Regions from separate parts of the Hordeum vulgare genome. Here region 1 is linked to region 2. Evidence: chromatin contacts called from public Hi-C data. All regions are on one chromosome and are shown on one strand. Each heading gives the region's core, a stretch centred on a gene start, on an enhancer-like site or on the middle of the called end of the contact. The rest is flanking DNA. Distances are from core to core; before and after follow the strand shown.

Region 1 (4,787 bases), core at 1,895-4,394, 290 kb before region 2:
CTCACAGTTCAGACAACTCGTAGTTCTTCATTGTATTTGTTACATGTTGGGGGATCATAGCCTATTTTTCTAACACATAGCTCCGTTAGTGATGTCAGCTCGTCGATTTTTTTTCTGTGTAAAAGCTTGTATTACTCAATCAATATCAGGATTACAATCAACTCTCCTAAGACCAAGTGCTCCTGGTGGACCAGAGCCCAACCGCACTACAGTTCTTTTTTAGGTTCTAGCAAAGTTTGCCAAATAATCTGCTACAGTATTTTGTTTATGCTTAATACAAGTAACACAAGTTTTACGGAGAGACATAAGATATTTAATCTCTGCCAATAATGAAGCAAAAACCGACCTATCATGGTCAACATCCTTTAGTAGATTCATCACTGATATTGAGTCTATTTCCAGAAGAATTGGTTGGTCTGAACGTTGAAGAGACAAAGAAAGCCCTTCTATACAAGCACACAGTTCCGTTTCCATAGCATCCCTACAAGAGAAAGGGGTTCTGCAAGGTGAGAAATTCTTGTGTCATCTCGAAGTATCATCCCCGCACCCGCAGTTCCATCAGCCGACCGAGATCCATCCGTATTCAGTTTGGCCTAATTCTACGGCGGAGCAATCCACTTACATGTATTCTCATCCTTCTTCAGAGACTTTTTTGGAGTTTCAATATAATCCAACATAGCAGGCCCTGTCCCTTCGACTGGGTCGCAGATAAAATCTTGTTTAATGCTCATCATAGAATTGAAGTAACTTGACAGGAAACTTATAGGAACTTCGAGGGGCGGAAACCTTCAGTTTCTCTTCAGTCTAACCGTCCGTGATGTTTTTGTTGTCGCAACGCCTGCTGCTAAGACGGGGAGGATGTTAGAGATATATTTGGTAATCAGAGATTACCCGGGATTAGATAGGAATTGTTATAATCTTATCCCCAGGAGACTTGCCCTCCAAGTATTATATATATATATATATTCTCGTTCTCAAGGCTCAATACAACAAGCACCACATTACGGTAAACGGGGTTGCTAAATTTCAGTCGACCGAGATTTAACGAAGTCTAAGTCAATGTTATATTCATGAGATCTAACATGGAGTATATATTTTCTCACTTTAGTGGGACTTTGGTAAGTCTTAATGACTGAGGTCCAGCCACAGCCTTACGCAAACTCTCTCCTCTCTATTCCTTTTCACGAAAACATCTCATGACGTAGGATTTCCTGGTCACCTGTTGTTATCTTACCCCAGAATCTGCCTTCTGTCAAAGCTTGCAACGCGTTTACACGGAGAGAGCCTATATGGAAACGTGAGAATTAATGCACGGGCATGGCTGGATTAGCAGTTGTTGCCCACTGAAGCGAAGCATGGCCGGATCTCAGCCGCCGTGTTTTGACCGAACTGGTAATGCGGCTTGAATGCATTTTTGGCGGCAATGATGGACGACGCTGGCCCGTTGCCGAAGTCGTTGGAGGCAGCACTACCGTGATGATGACGACGAGCGCTGCCCCGCCCTGGCACGGGACACCGGAATCTGACGCTCCTCGGCGCGCGCCTCCCTGTCTATGTCTTTGTGGTTCACGAGTGGTGGTGGATATTTGCCCTGCCGCTGCCTCTGTACCGGCCCGGTGGTCCAATCTCATCCGTTGTGCTGGTTGTTGCAGCGGCAGGGCTTGCTTCACGTTTGGTCTTCCTGTGCGGCGGGGCCAGCGGCGGGCATACGTGTCGACCCGTCGTTCGCGCGACGCGCCGCTGCCCGGTGTGCATGGTCGATCGGACGGCGCGCGGCTCCGCCCCGGGCGAGCATGCAGGGCGGGGATTTGCATGCGCTCCCTGCGACAGTGCTATGCAGGTAAAGGGCTACGAGGGCCAGGGTGAATGATGCGACGTAGCCTGTCGCCCATGCATCTCGTCGCCGTCCCCAACAACAACATGGCCGGCCGGCCGGCCGGGCTGGCTCGATCGCGCCCTATAGTGGCCCTGCCTGCTGCTGTGCTGCACTGCAGGGTCGGGGCGTATGTGTATCAGTGGACGCGCGTGTGCGCGTGTGGGCACTGTGGCCTTCAGCGCCAGCCGTAACCCTCGATCGACCAACGCTCAGATTCCCGGGTTTTCATCTCGCGAATCATCATGGGCAGCACAAGAAATCCTTGTTTTCTCGGACAGGCAGTCGTGCAGTTTGCAAGCTGGAGTAGCTACTAGCTAGCAGTGGCATGTTCATTGTCGAGTCAAGGTTTGAAAGTCTAGACCGATGGTTGAGCACCCATTTTCCTTGACCCGGGAAAAGCAAGCACCGCCCTCTCCACCGGCATTCGTATATATGTCAAACTACGTTGCTTTCGCGGCGCTCGATTCGCGCAACAAGTTGCACCGTCACCACGTACTGATGCCACACAGCGCGGCGCCGATCGAGCGTGTCTCCTGCGTTCGAATAGGGGTCTCCCCGGCGACGACGACTCCGTCTCGGTTGTAGCGTAGCTGCATGGGATTCCGACGGGACGGCGTTCGCGGTCGCCCACGGCGCGGCGACCGTGCCGACATGCGCAGCGCCGCGCCCATGTCGTCGGCACGTCACTCCGCGAGCGGTGGTCAAGGAAAAACCAAAGCCCGCTCGATCTGCCTCTGCGGGCGACTCGAGAGGCTTCCCTGGGTTATTGGTCGAGGTAGGGACATGTCTGCACTGCACTGCACTGCACTGCATCGGCGTCGATCCATGGGTACAGCGTACAGGCCACTGGCCACGGGCACAATTATATTTTCCATTGCGATCTGACTGTAAAGACGATAATTGGTTGGCTAGCCCTAGCTAGCGTAGCTAGCGGCCTGGGGGGGAACGGGGACTGTTACGGATTGCACGCCACAGTTAGATAAAGTGGCCGGAGCCTAGCGTTAGCGAGCTAGAGAGGCTGACAGCGATCGAAACGGGCACTGCACTGCACCGACTGTCGTTTTTGCAACAACTTGTTGCGTGTCTAGTCCAGGCAGTGCGCGAGTGGGTGAGATGGAGGACCGAAATCCAGCTCCAGCCAAGGGTCCCGGCCCGGGCAGTGATGATCGGTCGAGCAGCTGGATAAGCTCAAGGACCCTTTGTGGTGATGCATATTTGAGATGATTCCAGCTCGGGAGCAGGGATCCATCTATCTGCTCTAGGGTTGGTGCTGCAGAGAATCCCTGCTTCGCCCCCGGGCATCATCACTGCATGGGCATACCAAGGGAGTGGGTGAAAGGGAGAGAGAGAGAGAGAGAGAGATCTGTTGCCCAACTGCCAGCAGCTGCTCCCCTGAGCCAGGTCCGTGCATGACACCACCCTCTTGCTCCCCACGGACGCAACAATAGGGGAAGACACACCAGAGGGTTTTGTTCCGACGGGAACTTTGTGCCTTTGTACCTAGGCCAAATCCAACCCACGAACTCAAATAAATTTTCATTTTGTCTAGATTTTATCTGTTTGGGTAGGACAATCGGTGGCGTATGGCCTATTCTGTGCATGCGCTGGCCGTGCGTTGTGCATCTGGTCCGCCACGGCCAAAGGACCCCCTTATTTCTTTTGGCATTGAAACTTTTTTTATTTCATTAAAGATACATACATGCATCAACTCTTTGCTACGAGAGTAAGATAAAAAAAACAAGTACTACAATTAAATATTTTAATAGATCGATTTATTATTCTTTTCGATATCAAAACATGCATTCCCTTTACACACAAATTTGAGCAAATAAGCTATAGAAATTCCACCAAAGCCTAGAAGAAAACTGAACCTAGAGAAGCACATACCCCATCCTTTTTGCACTTGACGAAGATCCATTGGAGATGTTCCGGTGTCGTAGATCTACTGGTTGGCCAACGCTCGGGCCGAGGGGAGCACCAAGCGGGTGACTATGCTACTAGGAGGAGGAGAAGGAGGAGGAGGAGGGGAGATGGGGGACGGGCCGGAGAGCGAGATAGAGAAAAATTGCCGGCGACGCTATGTGGGAGGGTTTGCTCGGGGGCGCGGCAAGCGGGGGAGGGGGAGAGAAAAAGGGGGTGCACACGTCCCCAGCGGGCGGGCCAAGGGAGGACATGGGCATGCGTCTTGCCCATCCGCCTGTGTACACTTTGGCGCAAACGTGGCCCAAATATGGACTGGGAATGAGGCGAAAGCGGATGAAAAACAAACAATTGTCTGTTTGCTCGCACGCGCTGGTTTGTGTTTTCTGTCCGCTTACCCCTAAACGAACACTACCGGACGATTTGGGGTCGTGCATTGGAGTTGGCCTTAGGCCAAATCCAGCACACGACCCCGTCTTGTCTGGGTGCGTCTGTTTTGACCAAAATGGATAGTCGGCACGGCCGAACGCATGACCACATCTGCATAATGTATCTATTTCACATTCGGCCCGCCCCATTCCTAAAGCAAATTTGCTCGAGGTTTGCGTCCGGAGGACAACCAATGGAGCCACGCGCCCAAACTTCTCTTCTGCGTCGAGCTCGCATGGCAGGCGGCCACCTACATTCCATCGTCCAAAATTAATCCGTGTGTGCGGGGTGGTCCGCTTGTTAGCCACCCATCTGCCCTGGTCGTCGTCGTTCTTAACGCGGAAGCCGTGAACCGGTTAGTCCATAGCTTTCACTTTCGAGCCCTCATGCCTCCTCGAGCCCCAACACGAGTGAAACCCTAGCCGTCGGTCTTCCTATTCCTCTTGCCAACCGTCATCGGGGGCGGCATTTGCTCGGCAAGGGAAAGCACAACCATGAGGCCGGATCCTCCTTCGGTCCCCGCTGCTCCACTAACTCCACGCCACCCGATACGCCCACATTG
Region 2 (4,637 bases), core at 700-3,199:
TTTTACTGTTCATCTCAGCAAAAGATGACTTTCCGAAACAGAGGGAGTACATGTGAGAAGATTATCGTTAGACACTAGAGGGCACAGACGAATCACCGCGTTTCACACTTGTGTTTATCTCTCTTGACGAAATTAGTTTTGGCTTCTCCTAGTTCACCGTCATCTTCGAGTTGCGGCGCCCATGCATATCTTGAGCGATGGAGCCAAGCGCGCGATGAGGTCGACATCTCGTACGTCCGGATCACATCAATCAAGGGGGAAAACAAATACAAAAACCCTGCCTCGCCCGTACGTTATCACCGTCATCTAGCTGTATGTATGCGTCTCGACGTTGTTAACAGCTGCACGACCTGCGATAGATTCGATATTTTTCTTCATCCAAGGCAAACTAATACGTAGCGTATAGAAGTACATTATTTTACTTGCATGATGGCATGCGCCGCGTCGGCACGTACGCACGACCCCTATCCTGTGCCGTCAGGCCTCGTCCTTCCGCTGCGATTTCAAATGTTTCGCTCGTACGTACTTCCGTTGCGTTGCGTGGCATCGATTATATACAATTTATTATACTACCAGTGCTAGTAGTAGAAAAAAAACGAGTCAGCGGTGCAAGTACGGCGGCCGGACCGGCGACCAGCCGCGCAATTCCTGTCAAGCTCACGGGACCCAATATCGACCGAGTCGTACAGCGACGCCGATAGATGGCACCTGACCTGAGCATGCATGCATGTACCTTCGATCGGCCCGGCGCACGGCCGGCCGGCGGCGGCAGCTGAATGCTAATCGCATGCATGCACGGCGACCTAGCTAGTAGGAGTAGTTTCAACGGGAGAACACTCGACGTCGACGAAACAAACAGCTTCCTGGTGGTGGTGGTAGTGGAGTGGTTCGGTGGCCAGTAGGATCCGTCGCTTCCGGCGACCGGTTTCAGCTTCCGGGACGTATCCGGGGACTATGACACGACACCGCCGCGACCGGGCAGAGGCACGCACGCACGCCATTTTCGTGCGGGGGCGAAAAGCGGCCGACGACCCCGTGTGCGAAATAAGATGGACTGATGCCTAAAACACGAACTGTAAACTAGCGGGCTAGTGTGGTCAATTCCGCCACGGCATGCCCGCCGGCGAAAAAGAAGCCCGCCGGAGTACGTGTCTATCCATATATCTTGCGGCGGCCGCGCTTTCAACAGGGGCAAGCAAGCTAGCTAGCTACTCCAGCTCGCTCCGGTGAAAGAGAAACCACGCACGCACGTCGGGCGATAACTTAAAAGATAACGTCCATACGTGTGGTGAATATCGGGACCCGGAAGAAGAAGGTCTAGGTATAGCCTTGCTAGGACGGTGGCTGCGGCTGAGCGTGACGTGCACGTACGGGCCCTCGTGACCCGTGAGCTGGTTTTGCCTTTTCTGCACCGGCCGGGGAGGGGAGCGGAGGGGCGAGGGGCTCGTGATGGCCGTGTCTGGTGGCGGGGAGCACGGGGCGATCCCGGAAAAAATTCAGTCCGGTGGCATGGCATGGCATGGGCGGATGTGGATCCATGCGCTCCGCGCGTCGCTGCTGGCCAGTTGTGGTTGTGGAAGGGGGTGGCGCTGGTTCCGGCCGCGTTGCACCGGTGGAAAGTCGTGACAGCGAGCGGCTGGCTGGTTGGTTGGTTGGTACGTCGGGGCGGGCGGGGGGCGGTCATTAGACGGCCGCCGACGACGCGGCGGCGGTCGTACTCGGTGCGCCCCAAGCTGGACCGGTGAATTGGTTGCTTCCGAGGAAACATTCAGCGTCGGCACCGGTCTTTTCCGGTTTCGACCCAACCTTCGGGGAAAATGATTGAAAAACCTGAGGAAACTTGCTAGTAGTAACACGAGGCAGACCAGGTGATTCCCCGGTACGGTATCGGCATGCATGCATGCATGCATGACCCAGTCCCCGCGCAAGGCTGGGCATGCATGCATGCATGCATGTCTGAGTCTGACCGACTGACCGTACCGTCTCGTGTTGCTGTCCGTTTTGGCCCGAGACGCGTAATATCTTGCTGCTCTTCCTCTTCAGTCTCGGTCGTCTACTCTCGCTCTCCTCCTGATTTGCTTCTTCCAGATGCCGGCTTTAATTCTCCGTTCCGTTCCTACACGCACGCACGCACGCGGAGTTGCTACGGCTGTCAAATCACTGTGATTTAAGGTTTGAACGAATCCGGGTCTCGTTAACTGCATGAGCCACGCCTCGATCGTCAAGCGGCGACGGGCGCAGCGCGGGAGAAGAGGCGGGGAGATATCGTTTTCTTCTCCCGGATTCCTCGTCACTGCTCAAGGCGCACGTTCGCCCGGCTGGGGAATGTCAAGCCCGACGACCAAAAATACAGAAAGTTAGATAGATAACCCGCAAAGATAAGGTTCTGTATGGCTGCTGCTACTCTGCTAGTGTTGGGTACTATAGCCACTAGTGTACTGCACCAGCCCGGTGCCTAAACCTCTAATGTATGGGCGTGGGTAAGGTTTTCTTAGTTGAGATTGGTTTGTTTAGCATATCAATCAGCCGGGATAAGCTAGTAAACAACATCGTTTGGGCGATCATATATATTATCTAGGACCTCCTTCGTCCTCGGACAGAACTGAGCAGCGCAGCAGCCATGAGGGCGGGCGAATCAGAATCTCGGAAGGCGATAATAAAAAAGCAACGGAAAGGAGAGCTCGGCTCATGCATGGAGATGATAGGAGGTGGTGTGTTGACTGTTGATCATGCGCCTCAATAGTTTGCTTGGTTTCAAAATGATTGGAACTCGCACCGGTTCCCGTCCAGAGGGGGGTGCCCTCCGACGGAGCTTCTGTTGGTTGTGGTGAGTGGCTGAGTGCCAGGACACCCTACAGCCGATATAGATGCATCTTTGTCAGTGCTCTTGTCAATGCACACTGCTGTTATGGTTTAGTACGTGGTACTTTGCTATGTGCCGTCGCGCGTCAACCGTCCTTGAAGAATCTGTTTCAAGTGAAGGAACTGTATCAGGATGGACAAAGGTAAAGTGCTTCTCTAGTTATCTGTCAATAGATTAACACTTGCAGTGTTCAGAGCGAAAGTGGCACAGCGCACTTGCTGAATAACGGAACATATCCAAAGTACTACTAGTTCGGTAAAGGATCTCCTTTTGATGGGAAGCAGCTCACTCACTTTGAATAAGTCACAGCATGCACATTTCCTATTACTACTAAAACTTTATCAGAACCTGCGGGAGCAGAATCATATAAAACAAAAAACTTTATAACAGAAAAGAAATTCAGATGTTATTATAAATTCTACTCCAGGTTTCACTGTTGATGCAGAGGTGAACGTATTGAAAGGCAAGTCACACATGGGAAATCATATGGTAACACTGTTTTCTTTAAGCAAAATACGGTACAACACTCAAGAAGGTGTTCGATGAACAGTGATAATGCTATTGATAAAGGTCTAATTGCGGGAACATGGATACAGTTAACTGAAGAAGCAGATTTTTTTTTTTTGAATAACAAGAAACATAAATTAAAGTTTACATGTTTGATGAAAATAGGAGCCTCCCTAAGGTTTATTTAAGGGAACCGTTTTCATACGGCGCGTCGGCCGAACCGACGCGCCGGTCGCCCCCTCGCGCGCGCGTGCTTATGCAATATTTTTCGCACGCGCACGCTTCGTTGGTCAGTGGATGCAACATTTTTCGTCTAAATTTGTTGCAACCAGCGTCATATTTGTTGCAAGCGTTTTTTACTACATTTGTCCCAGTAAAAAAGTTACATATACGTTTGATTGCAACTCCAGTTCGTCGGATTTTTGTTACAATCGATGTTTTTTACTTTTGCTACAACCGTGTTAATTTTTGCTACAACCCACATCATGTTTTGCTGCAACCGTTCACTAAAAAAGTTGTATATACGTTCACGTAGATATTTGTTACAACCAGCGTTTGACTTTTGCTACCACGCACCACCAGATTCGTTTTTTTGCTACGATCATGTAGATTTTTTTTTTGCTACAAATTTTATTTTTTGTTGCAATCGTTGAAAAAATTGCTGCATCGCGACGAATTTTGCTGCGTCGGAAGAAAAAATGTTGCATGAAGATCCAACGGTGCGGACGCGCGGGGGTTAGTGGATCGTGCGGCCGGCAGAAAGTTTCAGCCGACGCGCCGGTGCAGATCACTCCCCTTTATTTAACCCATTTTTGCGTACATTTGTGTCTAATCCGTACGACATATTAAAAAGTAAACGCAGCTAGTGCAATCAAGTACTACTTGCTTACTTCATTTTCGAATTCTTTAGTGTCTGCCTTTGATGCAAACGTTGAAACGTCAGTTATAATACACAAACAAAGTCAATGCAGAACCAAATCGTTGGCAAATCCGGTGTGAAAAATAAAAGAGAAGGCCCCTTTTCAAATTAATAGCCATCAGTTTTGAGATAGATATATCAATATATTGTATGGAGATTTCTTTTGACACAAATATAGATGTCATACATATGACGGCGATGCCATATATTAGCCCAAGAACGAACTTCGATACCAGACATGCAAGAACAATCTTTACATTGTAGAGTATAATTTTTTTTAGGATGTATTGTAGGGGTGCGTCTATGTGTCGCTTAAAGCGAGACATATGTCACCTCGCCTGGGCGAGC

Evidence for each region. Hi-C and Micro-C count contacts between places; a contact is called where the count stands out from the background.
Region 1: a Hi-C map of leaf shows a contact between it and region 2, with 6 times the contacts expected there. The contact joins two enhancer-like sites. A contact is called at or near these places in 3 of 6 Hi-C or Micro-C datasets (leaf and seedling).

Annotation. Positions count from the first base shown.
Region 1 is chr2H:585,353,563-585,358,349 of MorexV3_pseudomolecules_assembly, reverse strand. No RefSeq gene overlaps it. Among protein-coding and RNA genes, the nearest start is that of LOC123427462, 170 kb to the left of the region's middle. Within about 2 kb of position 3,144, at least 3 of the 3 cell types and tissues checked have open chromatin away from gene starts, as enhancers often do. A contact at or near this core is called in leaf and seedling, where this site is marked.
Region 2 is chr2H:585,060,338-585,064,974 of MorexV3_pseudomolecules_assembly, reverse strand. No RefSeq gene overlaps it. Among protein-coding and RNA genes, the nearest start is that of LOC123427459, 23 kb to the left of the region's middle. Within about 2 kb of position 1,949, at least 3 of the 3 cell types and tissues checked have open chromatin away from gene starts, as enhancers often do. A contact at or near this core is called in leaf and seedling, where this site is marked.